Linked DNA regions of Mus musculus: region 2 is linked to region 1. The links are chromatin contacts, called in public HiChIP or PLAC-seq maps. All regions are on one chromosome and are shown on one strand. Each heading gives the region's core, a stretch centred on a gene start, on an enhancer-like site or on the middle of the called end of the contact. The rest is flanking DNA. Distances are from core to core; before and after follow the strand shown. Region 1 has its middle 4.4 kb from the start of Tma16. Region 2 has its middle 2.9 kb from the start of Gm33103.

Region 1 (2,700 bases), core at 2-2,501:
TAGACATTTTCAGTAAATTTGCAGGATACAAAACTGACATATAAAAAAGTCAAAGGTCTGCACATCTATCAATAATCAACTCACTGGGAAAAATTTAGGAAAATATTCTATTCATAATAGCTTCCAAAAATATAAAGTATGCCAGGCAGTGGTGGCACAGGCCTTTAATCCCAGCACTTGGGATGCAGAGGCAGGTGGATTTCTGAGTTCGAGGCCAGCGTGGCCTACAGAGTGAGTTCCAAGGCAGCCAAGGCTACACAGAGAAACCATGTCTCAAAAAAACAAACAAAAATAAATAAATAAATAAATAAATAAATAAATAAACAAATAAATATAGTACTTTGGAACATCCTTAACTAAGGAAGTGAAAGATCTATACATTGGCAAAGAGAGAGAGAGAGAGAGAGAAGAAAGAAAGAAAGAAAGAAAGAAAGAAAGAAAGAAAGAAAGAAAGAAAGAAAGAGAGAGAAAGGAAGGAAGGAAGGAAAGAAAGAAGGAAGGAAGGAAGGAAGGAAGAAAGAAAGAAAGAAAGAAAGAAAGAAAGAAAGAAAGAAAGAAAGAAAGAAAGAAAGAAAGGGGAAAAAATGAAAGAAAGAAAAAGAAAGAAACCAAAGAAGAGAGACATGGAAAGACTTTCCATACTTCTATGTTGACAGAAACATAGCACAGACCTTGTGGTATAGCAATACTTCTGGGAAAGAGCATGATACCTAATCCCAAATTACGTCATAATGCTGTTGTGATAAAGACACACAACAAAGACAGAAATGTCGATCAATGAAGCCTCTCAGAGAACCCAGGAATTGCCTTACACAGCTATGGCCATGTGAGTTTTGATTAGGTTGGGAGGATGGAGAAAAGACAGATTTCAACAATGGGAATGATTACAAAGTGCTTACACCTTCACAAAAACGCAATCAAGTCTGGATCTCTCACTTTGTAAAGTGATATGAAAATCAATTCAAAGGGAGCCAAAGACCTTAATTTAAAACCTGATATGCCAAAACCTCTGGAGGAAAACATAGGAAACACATTTCATGATACAGGTATAGGTAGGAAACTTCTGATCTGGACTTCAGTAGATCTTGAAGTAGATGTCAGTAGTGGTACCAAGAATTAGTAAATAGGACTCTATGAAGTTTAAGTTTCTGCACTATAACAAAAGCCAGCAGCAGACTGAACAGTCAGCTTACAGGATGTGAGAATAATCTGCCGGCTTTGCTTCAGACAGGGAAGCTAATTGTATCTTGACAGCTAGTGATGACTTGCATATTCGGCTGTGGTTAGGTCATGAGCACAGGCCAATGGAGAAGCCAGGTTGCTAACATCCCTTTCAGTTTATTATAAAGGATGAGGAACTAGAAAGTGTAACTATGGATTTTCCCACCCACGCTCCTGAATAATGATTTGGAGGCTATTTAATTATCGATAAATACCTAGGCCTACCTCTTCTCAGTTTCATACTTCTGCCTTTCCCTGAGTCCAGGTGGCAAAAGTTCCCAGGCCTGACTCTTTCCCAGAGTTCCTTTCTCTCTGTTGGTTGTCCCCCTTCTAATCCTGCCTCAGTTTATTGGTCATCAGACTTTTGTTTTGACGGATCCAAAGATGCCTTCAGCAGGGAAAAAGGACAGAGACAGATCTTCACACATGCATATAAACATAATCCTTACAGTAAGAAAGGGTAATGGTGAGGCAGGAAGAGGCCATGCTCTTCAGACTACTTCCTGCTGCCTGGGGGCATTGTCATCTTTGGGACCCTGTTGATCCTCACAATCTCCAGGCCACATTCAGGAGGCTTGAGCCTCAGGCTCTGTGACTAGTGGTTGGTAGTCTTGTAACAATAACAGATTAATCATTTGATTAGAGATTTTTTTTAAAATTTCATTGGAGAAATGCAAAGAAGAAATTTATAAAGCAGGGTGCAATATTAAACGCAGGAAAAAGAAACAGAGTCAGAAAGAGCTATATCCACTTCCTTATGGGCTTCTCAAAGGGTTGGAAGCATTGTTCCTTACGGTTTGTGAGATATGCTTAATGTTGTTGGATTCTGTTTTTTACTATACCCAATTGATTGACATAGAAGCAGCATTCCTTTTGGAGGGAGAGACTAAGACTGTTTCAGCTGTAAGAAGATCTAGTCCCTGTCGGTCTTGGAGTACCACGGCAGTCAGAGAGTCAATTTTTCCTTCAAAGGTGAGTGTGGTTTGGACCACCAGCTGGAGGTCCTGGATGAACTGGGGAGAAAACTGATGACTCAAGGTCAAGAAAGTGTCATTCCTGCCATCCCAGCAGTGACACCAAGAGGGGCAAGATTTGAACTGTGCTTTTATTATATTGGGCCGCTATTGCATCTACAGTCAGAATATGCTAAGAGCTCTTCTCCATGTATCACCCCCAACTTGAAAAAGGGAAATACTAGTGGCCTGCCCTCCCTCAGGGCAGTTGATATGTCATCAACTAGCTGCCAAAACATGACACAATTCCACTGTCCACATGAGTTGCATACCATCCCTATACACACACATGTCCCTTCTATCCCCTTATCGCAAGCCAGTTCTTATTCTCCTTTCCCCTCCACTCTTGCCCAGATGCAGCCTCCACATCACCCCCCCCCCCACCCTGCCTCGAGATCTGTCTCATGGTGTGACTTTGTGCCACCTGTCACTTAGATCGTAGCACTAACATCTAGAATTTATAAAG
Region 2 (2,760 bases), core at 168-2,667, 2.5 Mb after region 1:
AGAATTGAATACCTGATTCTTTGAGTTTTAGAAACCAGACTTTTATAAGGTAATTCCAAATTATTTTCCACAGTAGCTGAAACATTTTGCCTCCTCACCAGCAACATGTAAGAGTTGTTATTAGTTTTTATCTTCCTCAATATTTTGCGATGTTTGAAGTATTAATTCTTTATATGTACCAGTGTGTGCTGGTGGTGACGTTGCACTTAGAATCAAGATCAGAGTCAGAAATTAATACATTCACTACTCACTTGCTTGCCTAAGCTCCACTCATTTTTTCCACTCATACATTTCAGGAACCTCCTGCCTAGGGAATGGTGATGCCCAGAGTTGGTTTAGTCTTCCCACATAAATTGCCCACAGGAATGTCTACAGACCAACTCAAAGTGAACAATGCCTTATTGAGTCTCTTTTCCTAGGTGATACAGTTGTGCCAGGTCCAGTGTTAAAGGTGATCATCACAGATGTACGTAAGACTGAGTTCCAGCTCATTCCTTCAACAATGGATAATAATCATTTAATTTTGTTCTCCATTTCTTCACCACTGATAGTTCATTATCTTTCCACATTGAAGCCAGTATACCACTCACCTGTGTGCCTGGTGCTTCTGGAGGTCAGAAGAGGACAACAGATCCACTAGAACTGTTGTGATTTATGTTGTGAGCCATCAGAAGCATGCTGGGACTAGAACCCAGGTCCTCTGGAAAAGCAGCCAGTGTTTTAACCATTGAGCCCTGTCTCCAACCTAGTACCATACTTGCTTAACTACTTTGCATAAATTTGTTAATAAATGTGTTATTTGCTAAGGCAGATTTTCTTGCCTTACTCTTCATATTTAAAAATATCTTCACTATTTTTGGCTGCACTTCCTTATTTTAACTTTCAAAGTTCTCTTTCAAGGCCTATAGACATTTTATTTGGGATTTAGGCAACAGTTATATCCAGTGTGCCATCTGCAAGATCACCCAGGGAGAATGAATATCAATATGATGGTAGTCTCTAGCTCTGAAAAAGGAAAATCTCTCCAGAATGTAGATCTCTGGCAATTTATTTTGTTACCTTTAACATACTCTGACCTGCATCTTTGTAAGTTGACTCAAAACGGTCTTCACTGTGTCAAATCCTTCCACTGAATCACTCACTTTATCCTCCCTCTTATATATCCTGATGGCTTATTCTAGATAGTTCTTATTCTTTAAAAAAAAATAGATTCACTTTTGAAAATGTGGAGTCACATGTTCCATGATGCATGTGTGGACATCAGAGGACAAGCCGTAATAACTTTACAACAAGAGTCGGACCAGGGGATTGAGCCTGAAAGGTCAAGATTGGCAGCAATTCCTTTAACCTACCTTGAGCCATCTTACCAGCCCTGAAAGTTCACTTTTGCCAGCTCATTCTGGCCACTGAATATTTGATGAGTCTCCCATCTGTGGTTGGACAGTGAGTGATATGTGGCACTCAGAAGCACTGTGTAGTTCCTGCTTCTAAGTAGCCTTTAATTCAGGGATGGAAAAGAGACATGTAAAAAAATTACTAACAATTCAAGACATTTAAGGCTTAAAATTATGCCTATTTATAAATGATGCATCAATGTAAGATTATCCTGTTTTAGTTCAGGGACTAGAAAATTATCTCTCTAATTTCCAATGTGCTTCCTCGGGCCCTGACAGCAATCAGTGTTGTTATAGCAACCAAGCAGGACTGGTATTTCCAGCCATGACCTTAATCATTATGAAAAAAGACTCTGCTCAATGTGGTCTATACAAGAGGCTTCAGCGATGTGTTTTTAATTTATTGGTTTGTAAAAGAACTGGGATGTATTTGTAGTTTAGTGTTTAAGGAAAGTAACCTTGGAAACAACTCCCTCATAGGCTCCAAGCATCTCCGATTTGATACACTTTGGGGACGGCTAGGTCTTCCCTGGGAGAGGATAGGAGCTTCTGCTACTCTAGGTAACGCTGGTCAAATTTAGGCCACAAGCTCAGCCCTGATGTGGGGGGCAAGGCCCAGCTTCCCTTACGCTGTTTTCACTGTTCCCTTTTTTATTTCAGACAAGGGGAAGCAGTATTCATGCACTTGCTCCCCCACCTACCTCTAATTCTCAGAAAGGCCTTGGAGCTGAAAGCATGAGCTCATAGCAGGAAAGGACAAGCACTGAGAAATGTCCCCTCTCCTTTTCCCTCTGTGCCTTTGTCCAAAAGCAAACAGACCTGGGTGGCTGGGAGGAATCCGTGTAAATAGCTGATTCTTGCTCATATCCATGTCCACTAACATCTATCACTCATGATGTAAAGAATAGGGGTTCATTACTTAGTTGTGTGGATATTCAACACTTACAAGATATTTTTCCTTTCTAGTTGCTAGAGTACATTATCATAAATTAGGCAACTAAAAAATGAAGGTATGTTAACTAAGGGAATCTCGGGGTCCAGAGATACCCTATGGTAAAGGGAAACTCATATTCAGCAAGTTTCAACTTTCCTGTCTATAACACAGGGATTAAAAAAATTCTATTTTTATCTTCCTCAAAAGCTTGTTCTTTTGAGTATGCAGTGAAATAACACAGAATTTCTATTTAAAAAAAATACTTATTTATTTTGTGAGCATGTGGTGGTGGAGCACATCTGTGTCTCAATGTGTGTGTGTGTGTCTGTGTGTGTGTCTGTGTGTGTGTCTGTGTGTGTGTGTGTGTGTCTGTGTGTGTGTGTAAGCCAGAGAATAATTTGAGAAAGTTGGTTCTCTCCTTCCACCATTTAA

The links. HiChIP or PLAC-seq counts read pairs in DNA pulled down with a chosen protein or histone mark.
Region 2: an H3K27ac HiChIP or PLAC-seq map of bone marrow-derived dendritic cells shows a contact between it and region 1, with 15 times the contacts expected there. The contact joins two enhancer-like sites. A contact is called at or near these places in 1 of 39 promoter capture datasets (embryonic stem cells) and 1 of 115 datasets of contacts at active chromatin or transcription factors (bone marrow-derived dendritic cells).

What each region holds. Positions count from the first base shown.
Region 1 is chr8:66,489,565-66,492,264 of GRCm38.p6, forward strand. No RefSeq gene overlaps it. Among named protein-coding and RNA genes, the nearest start is that of Tma16, 4.4 kb to the left of the region's middle. Within about 2 kb of position 1,252, at least 46 of the 459 cell types and tissues checked have an H3K27ac peak or open chromatin away from gene starts, as enhancers often do. A contact at or near this core is called in bone marrow-derived dendritic cells, where this site is marked.
Region 2 is chr8:69,004,019-69,006,778 of GRCm38.p6, forward strand. No RefSeq gene overlaps it. Among named protein-coding and RNA genes, the nearest start is that of Gm33103, 2.9 kb to the left of the region's middle. Within about 2 kb of position 1,418, at least 37 of the 459 cell types and tissues checked have an H3K27ac peak or open chromatin away from gene starts, as enhancers often do. A contact at or near this core is called in bone marrow-derived dendritic cells, where this site is marked.